2 separate regions of the Mus musculus genome follow, and region 1 is linked to region 2. Evidence: chromatin contacts called from public promoter capture Hi-C data. All regions are on one chromosome and are shown on one strand. The core of a region is the stretch at or near the end of the contact, and the rest is flanking DNA. Distances in the headings are between cores, read along the strand shown.

Region 1 (5,331 bases), core at 1,809-4,308, 98 kb before region 2:
AGCCTTTATTGAAAGAGGGGAAGAAGGGCGGAAGAGAGAAGAGAGCTATGGGTAGGGGGTCCGTGTCTTCTATCTGGGCCATGGCAAAGTAACACAGGAGGTGCAGGTAACGCATGCGCAGAGGGTGTGCGGCCGACGGTTGCCATGGCAACAGACACTGGCGGTTCCTTGTCACCTAGGGATGATGCCCTTGCTGGATTCAGAGGCAGGCTGGCTGTAAACAGCTACTGATGCTAACAGTGTTGATGGAGCGTCTTCTGTGCAGTATTTTTGTACAGTAGTCGTGGTGTCATAAGTGGCTATACTCCTGAAGGTCTTCTATAAAGTGCTTGAAACCCTGACCCAACAGTTCCACTTTGAGGAATCTACCCTAGGACATGTGAACACTAACCTACATGTTTCTGTGTTCATCAATGAAAATCTAGTTAAATAGATTTTGCAAATCCCTGTGAAGGAATCCAAAGAAGCTCTTTATAAGAAAAAACTGGGGACTGGAGAGATGGCTCAGCAGTTAAGAGCACTGACTGCTCTCCCGAAGGTCCTGAGTTCAAATCCCAGCAACCACATGGTGGCTCACAACCATCTGTAATGAGATCTGATGCCCCCTTTTGGTGTGTCTGAAAACAGCTACAGTGTATTTAGATGTAATAATAAATAAATCTTAAAAAAAAAATGGGGGTGGGTGCTGAAGAGATGGCTCAGCAGTACAGAGCACTAGCTGTTCTTCTAGAGAACTGGGGATCAGTTCCCAGCACCCACATGGCAGTTTACAACTGTCTGTATCTCCAGTTCCAGGGGATCCAGCACCCTGACACAGACTTCTAAGAAAAACACCAATACACATAAAATAAATGAATAAATTAATCATTAAAAAAAGAAAAAGAAAATAGGAGCCAGGCATGGTGGTGTATGCCTTTAATCCCAGCACTCGGGAGGCAGAGGCAGGCAGATTTCTGAGTTCGAGGCCAGCCTGGTCTACAAAGTGAGTTCCAGGACAGCCAGGGCTATACAGAGAAACCCTGTCTTGAAAAACTAAAAAAAAAAGAAAAAAGAAAATAGGACCAGCAAGATGGTTCAGGGGGTAAAGGAGCTTGTGCTATCAAGCATGGCAGCCTGGGTTTAGCCCCAGGAACCCATATAAAAGCAGGAGAAGACCAACTTCACAAAGGTCAGGGTAGCAGATGCCCTGGAACTGAAGTGATGGACAGTTGTGAGTTGCCATAGAGATGCTGGGAATGGAACCTGGGTCCTCTGAAGGAACAAGTGGTGCTCCTATGGACCAAACATCTCTTCAGCTTCATATATACATATGTATATAATATATTTGTATATCTATCTATTTATCTACACACACATATACACATATATTATACATATACACACATACACACATAAATATGTATATATACATATGTATATACATACATATGTGTATATATATGTATATATACATATATACATATATATATGTATATATACATATATACATATACATATGTATATATACATATATATATATAATACATATATATATATATATATATTCTTTTTTGTTTAAGCTGGACATGGCCACATGAGGGCCTGTGTAACTCCAGTTCTGAGCAGTTGATCAAGGTCTTTGGGCCTTCTTGGCTGCCAGCCTCAATCCAGGTTTGCTGAGAGACCTGTCTCAAGGGAGTAAATAGACAGTAATGGAGCAGAACACCGACATCCTTCTCTGGTCTCTGCAACCATACAAGAACATGTGCTCGAGACCCCAACTCCCAATTATCATAAAACTTACAAATATTGTAACAATATTTACAATACAGTAGCTTTCATGATGATTCCACACATGCTATTTTATGCAGTCAGAGAATATGCAGCAGAAGGCATCTGTAGTTTGAAAACGTTAAGAAGCTGGGCATGGTGGTGCATACCTTTAGTACAAGTGCTCTGGAGGCAGGTGACTGTGAGTTCGAGGCCAGCCTGTTCTACATAATGGGTTCGAGGATAGCCAGAATTATATAAAGAGACCCTGTCTCAAAAAACTATAAATCAAAAATTATAAATAATGCTAATAAATAAAAACTAAATATATAAAAAATAAAATTACTGCTAATAATATAATAACAATAATTTTAAAAATAAGAATTCTAAAAGACAGACAAGAAGGAAGATTGTGTCCTGATGGATCTGGAATGTGGTGTTTGTGAGAAACTCAGCTTTTTAGAATGCAGGAGGAAACTTCCATATCAAGATACTGAAGAGGGCTGGTGAGATGGCTCAGTGGGTAAGAGCACCCGACTGCTCTTCTGAAGGTCAGGAGTTCAAATCCCAGCAACCACATGGTGGCTCACAACCATCTGTAACGAGATCTGACTCCCTCTTCTGGAGTGTCTGAGGACAGCTACAGTGTACATATAATAAATAAATGAGTAAATCTTTAAAAAAAAAAGAAAAACAAACAAAAACAAAAAAAAGATACTGAAGAGACAGGGGTTTGGCGCTCCAAGGTCTTTGAGGAGGTGGAGCTACTGGATTCAGGGCTCAGGTGGAGAGATTAACTACCGGAAGGAGGAAAGGATGAGGGTAGTTAAAAATAAGTCAGTAGAGATGGAAGTGGGGGGACAGGAAGTTGACGGGGCTTCAGCACGCTTGTATTTTCACTGTCAAGTAGGAGTGAAGTTCTGAATTCGGAGGAGAGGGGAGGGAATCAAAGGTAGGAAACAGGAGAGGGCTGGCGAGGGCAGGCCAGTACTCTCAGCCCAGGGGGTAGAGGAAGATCGCCTGGTTGGAAATTGAGTTGCCATGGCAACTGTTTGCCGCCTAGGCTTGCCCTGACTCCTTCGGTGCTCCGCTGGAGGACTGAGAGAGCAGGCAGGCAGGGAGAGTCCCGGGTTTCATCAGAGGGGTCAGCTGAAGATGACGGAGTAAAAAAATAATTAGATCGGGTCATCCAGACTCCAGGGAGATGGATGTAAAATCCACAAAGCCATAGATGACTTGGTAGAGAGAAAGCAGCCCTACGCAGTGAGACAAAGAGGAAACAGAGGTGCCGGAAATGCAGTCACAGGAATAAGCGGTCAAGTTTAAGGTTGAAAGCACTGGGGTAGGGGTGCAGTGGTGAGATGGCTCAGTGGTTAAGAGGGTCAAGAGCTCTTACTGTTCACCCAGGGCAGCTAAGCAAAAGAACAAGTACTGGACCAGAGTCTGGTTCCCAGCATCCATGTCAGGTGTTTCACAGCTGCCTGTAACTGCAGTTTTTTTTTTTTTTTTTTTTTTTTTTTTTTTTTTTTTTTGGTATTTCGAGACAGGGTTTCTCTGTATAGCCCTGGCTGTCCTGGAACTCACTCTGTAGACCAGGCTGGCCTCGAACTCAGAAATCCGCCTGCCTCTGCCTCCCAAGTGCTGGGATTAAAGGCGTGCGCCACCACTAAGGTATAAGTGCAGTTCTAAGAGACCAGACATGTCAGTTATCCAAGGACACTTGCACACACATGCACAGACACCCGCCTCACACAGGCACAATTAAAAACTAGAAAAAAGAAAGAAAGAACAAGAGAAAGAAAGAAAGAATGAACAAAAGAAGGAAAGAAAGAAAGAGAGAAAAGAAAGGAAGGAATGAAATACGCCATTTGGTAGTAGTACATGCCTTTATAATCTTAGCACTTGGGAGGCTGAGGCAGGTGGATCTCTGAGTTCGAGGCCAATCTGGTCTATAGAATGAGTTTCAGAACAGTCAAGGCTACACAGAGAAACCCTGTCTCAAAAAATAAAATTAAATAAAAATAAATAAATAAATAAATAAATAAACACAGGACCGGAGAGATGATGCAGTAGTTAAGAACACTTGGTATAATCACCCAGTACCCCAGAGCTCCCAGGGACTAAACCACCAGCCAAAGAGTACACATGGAGGGACCCATGGCTCCAGCCGCATATGCAGCAAAGGATGGCTTTGTGGGATATCAATGAGAGGAGAGGCCCTTGGTCTTGTGAAGGGTCCCAATGTAGGGGAATGCCAGGACAAGGAAGCAGGAGTGGGTGTGTTTGCAAACAGTGGGAAGGGGGGATGGGATGGGGGGTTTGGGGAGGGAAAATTAGGACAGGGGATAAAATTCAAAATGTAAATAAAGAAAATATCTAATAAAGGAAAAAAAAAACCCAACACTTGTTGTAAACCTGATAGCTTGAGTTCGATCCCTGGAACCTACCTTGGAAGGAGAGAACCTGACTTCAAAAGTTGTCCTATGACCTCTGGGTAGCTCTCGGTCATCAGTAACCCTAATTCCAGAGGATCTGACACCCACTGTCTTCCGGCCTCCGAAGGCACTAGGCATGCAGGTGGTATATACTCATACGTACAGTGAGACGCTCATACACATAAAATAAACAAGAACCTAAAAAATATTAGATACACAAGTAAAATAACATTTAAAAGTTTAAAGTTACAGAGCAGCACTGGGGCCAGTCGTGGGAATCTGCAACAGTGTGAGCAGAGAAGTGAGGGGCTCAGGAGGTGGAAAGGTCACGAAAGGCCATTCTGAGGAGAGCTACCCTAGGCATGAGTGAGTCACCAGGCTGAAGGTGTGTGGAGGGAGGAGTCTGGTGAGTGTGGATGTAAGGCATTAGGCAGGAGGTCCTTCTGTCCCTGCAGGCTCACCGCTCCTCATTGTACTAATCTTGTCTTGTTTTATCTTCTGGTCTGAAGGGCGAGTCCTTTCACCCACTCACTCACGTAAAGCTCTGCCGCATGGCTGCCTGTACTGAGAACAGGAATCTCACCTCTCCTCCTTCATTGCATACACTCTGAAATGTTCTGGCCAGTACACATAAGGCACACACCCCACTTCCCCAGGAACCCTTGTTGCCAGAAGGTTCTGGCATTTCACTCAGGCCCCTTCAAGTTGATTGCCTTGAAAAATAAACAAACAAATATGAAGTCGATCACTGGAAAGTTCTGGAACAGAAAGTGGCAGAGTATGTAGTATGGACCTCAGAGAAGGAGATTTTTTTTTCAACAAAGCAAAGTATATCTATCTATCTATCTATCTATCTATCTACCTATATCATGAGGCAGGATCTCATGGTGGTAGAACAAACCCATTTACCATATGGCAAAGGAACAAAGAGGGGAGGGCCAGGTTCCCACAGTCCCCTTTAAGGATGCACCTCCATAAGTTTGGGAACTCTTGCCAGTCCCTGACTCTTATTTTGAAAAACTAGGTCTCATGTATCCCCAGGCTGGCCTGGATTTTGCTGTGTAGTTGAGGATAACAATGACTTTCTGACCTCCCACTTCCACTACCTCAACCCTGGGTACCACACACAGTTTTTATTTGGTGCTAG
Region 2 (5,037 bases), core at 1,745-4,244:
GAAGCCCGCGCCCCCGGCTCTTACCTCTTCTGCGTCCTCTGAATGGGTGGAAAGCTGGTCATGCTGAATAATTTCAGCATCCTCCTCTGTCGGTCCGTTGCCCACCCTGATCCCACCAAAGTTGAGAGTTCCCTACACAGACGAACAGAAAGAGCAGTATTTGCCTGGGCTTTAATGCGGCACTCTGTGAGGTGGGGAAGGGTGATGGTTAGTTCATACGATCCTCAGAAAGGCATACATCCTATCAACAGAAGCAGTGGCCACCAAAGGGACAAGCTACATAAAAACAAGTAACTGTCCCACCCCAGCCACCACCACCACTCTGGACCCCACGAGTGGCAGCCCTGTCTTTTACCACCTCCTCCGGTCACACCAAGATAAATCAACCTTGCCTTGGTCAATGCTCACAGAGTTCTGCATGGGTGAGAAGCTGAGCATGAACACTCTCACAATGAACACAGCTAAGCTGTAAAGTCTGAGAGGGCCTGAGTGTTGCTGGAACTGAAGATGAGGCTTTCCAAGTGCAGTGTGGGGGTAGGGATGGCAGTGGGTGACATGATACGTATACCCTGCTCTGACAGGCTTTCAACAGGAGCCCAAGAGTTCCAGCAACATCTACCAGAAATATACCAGGCCCGTGTAGGAACAAAGAGCTACCCAAGGTCTTGGAAGAACACAAAACAAAACATCACAACATCCTAACAGTCACTCATTTGTGGCTAAAGAATTCTGAGTTTTAAAAACGTAAAGTAAGGCAGATCCCTTTCCATCAGAGGGTTCTGGTACAGTGAAAGGGACTGAGGAAGCAGCCCCTGGACCACTTCCTGTGAGTTCTATCAACCCAAAGCTGGAGGACTGCCTGCCTGCAGCGTGACTGCTCCAGTAAGCTTGAACAATGTGGAGACAGGGCTGGGAACTTCCCTGTGGCTCCCTTCCTTAGCTTTAGCTTTTGGGGAACCTCTTTTACTACAACTCGCTGGCCAGTTCAGACCCCAAGGTTTATTTATTATTGGGGTAGACTCCCCTTGTAGCATCAGTCAGTCTTACAAGGCTCACAGAAAAGGCCACGGGAGGAGCTCTACGGAAGCTACCTTGTTTGAGACAGGGTTTCTCTGTGTAGCCCTGGCTGTCTTGAAACTCATTTTATAGACCAGGCTGGCCTCGAACTCAGAGATCTGCCTGCCTCTGCCTGGGACTAAAGGCATGCACTACACCCAGCAATGTTAGGTACCATAAAAAGATTGCCTCTAAGAAGACAACTCTATTAAGAAACACTGAGAGGCAGAAGATTGCTTCAGTTTAAAATAGGTCCCGAGACATGGCTCTCCTTCTAGGTATGCATATTGTTTACTTGTGTCTCAGTAGATGACAGATATGTGCTGAAGGCAAAGACTCCACCTGATAACAATGTCCTGGAGGAGGAGGGTAGGGGGCAGGGCACTGAGACTTCTTGGTTAGTATAAAAGTTCTCTCTCTCTCTCTCTCTCTCTCTCTCTCTCTCTCCCCCCCCCCCCTTCAGTTCATGGGATTAGGGGTCACTTTTGCCTTTTCCTTCCTCTCACCTGTTTTAATGCCCATGTTCAAAGTTTACTAGGTGATTCAGATCTGGGAAATCACTGAAGTAAGCACTTCCGGTCAGGCTCAAATGTCGCCTAACTACCTTCAGAAGGGGGGCTTTAAGCATTATAAAGGGCATGGGGCCGGAGCGGGGAGACTCCATTGTATCTTGGCCTGGGTCTTACAGGGCAGAGGAGGAAAGCGTCCGAATTCAAAATCCCCCAAACAGAGTCCATCTCCCTAAGACTTCCCTAGCCAGAAGAAGTGAGAACAGACAGGTCAGACCTCCTAACCCGACTCTGACGAGTACCCTGCACGGCTCAGGAAACAAGAGTTACAGGAAGGAAATGAGAGACACACCAGCAAAGACAAGAAAAGAAATGCTGAGCTGTGACAACGCCACTCAAGGAGACAACGGAGGAGACAAGAAGCAGAGCAGGAGCAGATACGTGGGGTCAAGGGTCAAGGGTCCTTCTTGGAGTGTGGTCACCTTGATGCTGTTGGGCTGCTCTCCAGCAAGAGATTCAGCTAGGGACACAGCTGAGCAGACGCCATGAGTGGGAGAGCTTCCAGATGAGGAGGGGTTACTGTGGAGCTCAGCATGGAGGATGGAGTCACACTCAAAAGGCATCGAGAACAATGCAAGAAAAAAGCAAGGACAAAGCAAGAAAAGATGATGGGGAAAGAAAATCAATGCTGGGCAGTGTGTTCCTCAACTTGAAAATAATTTCACACAGCGAGATTAAAATTTTGTCTGGCATAAGCATGCATTCCCCTTAAAGCGGTGTATGCTAACAGAACAATCCTGACCTGCGAGATTGAAAATCTCGGATGTGAGGCTGCATAGACACAGTGCACTCTAAGATTCTGGTAAAATGATGTCAAATGTCTGACATTCAAAGTGCTGTCACTGAATTGTAGGTACAGAAGAAGTGAGGGTCTAGACAGATGGCTCTGGCAGATGTGCAGCACGCAGGGTGGCTCAGGAAATCAGCTGAAGAAACAAGACCTTCTGTGTCCCAGTTAGGGAAAGAGATACAGACCTTCTCTAAAGACTGAACTCCCAAAACAAGGACAAGGATCCCTTAAAGAAGGGCTTACAAGCACAAAGAACAAAGACATCAATGAAAGAGTCCAAGCCCCTCTTGTCTCCATGCTGAAAACCCACCCCACACACGATCACAGGATACAGACACAAAAGTGGATGAGCCCAGAAGCTGCCGTCTTGGAGTAAGATGATGGGACTCGAAGAGGGCCACTTGGCTCCTGAAGATAGGATTGTACTTACACAACCAAACAGAAACTTAGCAGGCCAATGGTAAAAACGATACCTGATCTATTCCTAAGAGGCAGATGGCTCCTCTGTCATGGTCTCAGTGAGCACACATGCCACGCTCTCAACAGCATTAAAAAAGAATTCACCTGCACTGTCTGCCACCTCTTTAAACAAACATTTTGCTTTGTCGGAGTTAAGTGACTCACTGTTGCAGCCGGTGCTGCCTCTAGTCCCTGTTGGCTCGGGGTTGGTGTGACTGGGGCCTCCACGGGTTGCCCTTCCTGATAGTGAATGGGAGAGAAGAAGGGAGAAGAGAACGAGAGAGGGATGGGGAGAGGGAGGGGAGACGAATGGAGGGCACATGAAAGGATGAAGATGGTCAGAAAAGGGAGAAGGAGGGTCTTGTAACTCAGCTGCTCTCCAACGGAGGGATCATCTCACAGCCATGGGACTCATGCAATAAGATCTCTTGGGTTTTCCCGGGCAATGCAGTAAGCATTATGGGATAGCCAGAAATTACACGCAGTATCGAACATTTGGCAAGCTTAACTTTGTGTGTCTGTGTGTAGAGTCGGTATACACACATCTGTTAAGTAAACACCTGTGTGTATATATGCTGCTTCTTAGAAGAAGAAGAAACAAAAAAAAAAAAAATCAGTGTGCTTTAAGTCAGATCCTTTCCAGGTGTGTCAGTTGGTGAAAGCGTCATAGTTTCATTAAAAAAAATATGTCTTTGGGTCAGTCCTGTGGCTGCCCAGGCAAACCACACGAGTGAGCTCACTGTCTGCAGCTCTCCTAACCTTGATATTTGGCTGATGCCGCATCTAGACGTGTGGGCCCAGGGCTGGCCTCTGCTGCCGAGAGCGTGACAAAAATCACGACCAGGAAAGGTAAAAACATAGTGATTTATTCTCTCCGATCCAGGTGTCTCTGACGTTGGCAGGCCCGGGGTTCATGCTCATATGTAACCCAAATCCATAACGGAACACATGCACGTGTGCACAGTTAATTACATCCTCTAAGGCGCTGCCTGGATCTTAGGCGAGGAAAAAGTCTAAAGTCTAGTAACCTTCAGCCACAGACAGACACTCACCAAATGCTTCTTCCTCAGGTACTGATGGCGAAGGATCAGCGGCTTAAACAGAAGCATCCAAGGGACGCAGAGCATCGCCACCACGATGAGGAAACACTGAATTCCTTTCTGCAAAGTAAGAGACAACAAAGCCCACCAGTCAAACAGACTGTTTCCAACAGCAGCACACATTTTCCCCCCAAACAATAGATCCTTATTGGTCTACGACTATTTCTCTAAGTAATGAGCTGGCACCAGGACAAACCCAGTAAGTGTCCCATCAAATGGTAGTTCTAAATTATGCCCCCTTTACTCATCTAATTGTTCGAGACATGATCTTACTATGTAGCTCACCCTGGCTTGGAATTCACTAGGTAGCCCAGGCTTGAGTGCTCAGGTTACAGGCCTGAGGCACTTAGCCCTACAAATTCTATCCTTTATAGCATGGAATCATTACTGAACTCTCCAGAGCTAAGAGGTATAGGGGGAGTAGTTTAAATATATGGTACTATATAGTTCATACTATACGGTAGTACAAACTGAAAACCAGGTTTCTAGGCTTTTTTCAGGTCAGAGTTACATGGGGCTTTGGGACCTGGGTAGCCACCTACACCACCCGTCCTCAGGGCTGACATACCTGTCCAGAGTACAGCATTGCATTACCAGACTCTGGGTAGGAGAAGAGGAACATGTTTATGAAGTGGATCAGGAGGCTCGGGGCATTCCTAGACGAGTGGGCATCGTAGGCTGTCCACTTGTAAAAGATAAGGATGACCAGGTAGCCAAACAACGAGGACATGAAGATGATCTCAGGAATAAAGCCAAAGTAGATGTTCAGGGGCTTCTTGAAATAGCTAAGAAGGAAAAGAGAAATGACACTAAGAGCGACAGGCCTATGGCACCGGGCACTGACCAGAGTGCTCGATAGGTTTGTCCACACACTGTGTCCACACACCGTTCCCTCAGCTCTGTCTGCATCACACTGAAGCAGCAGCCAGAGCACTGGAGACAACAGAGACTGCGCTTCCAAACGTCTGGGCCTCGAATGGCTCTTGGACCACCTCCACTACTCTCCATGGAAGATCTAATATATGGATTCATAATTTTGTATAAATTACACATCAAGGAAGAA

Evidence for each region. Capture Hi-C pulls out chosen DNA fragments and counts their contacts.
Region 1: a promoter capture Hi-C map of pancreatic islet shows a contact between it and region 2. The contact joins two enhancer-like sites. A contact is called at or near these places in 2 of 115 datasets of contacts at active chromatin or transcription factors (embryonic stem cells and pancreatic cancer cells) and 1 of 9 other capture datasets (pancreatic islet).

What each region holds. Positions count from the first base shown.
Region 1 is chr11:101,141,413-101,146,743 of GRCm38.p6, reverse strand. No RefSeq gene overlaps it. Among named protein-coding and RNA genes, the nearest start is that of Tubg2, 12 kb to the left of the region's middle. Within about 2 kb of position 3,058, at least 148 of the 459 cell types and tissues checked have an H3K27ac peak or open chromatin away from gene starts, as enhancers often do. A contact at or near this core is called in pancreatic islet, where this site is marked.
Region 2 is chr11:101,043,513-101,048,549 of GRCm38.p6, reverse strand. It overlaps Atp6v0a1 (ATPase, H+ transporting, lysosomal V0 subunit A1), which reads right to left. Exons shown (of 22, transcript NM_016920.4): 16 at 4,543-4,759; 17 at 3,927-4,034; 18 at 25-132. Among named protein-coding and RNA genes, the nearest start is that of Mir6928, 16 kb to the right of the region's middle. Within about 2 kb of position 2,994, at least 28 of the 459 cell types and tissues checked have an H3K27ac peak or open chromatin away from gene starts, as enhancers often do. A contact at or near this core is called in pancreatic islet, where this site is marked.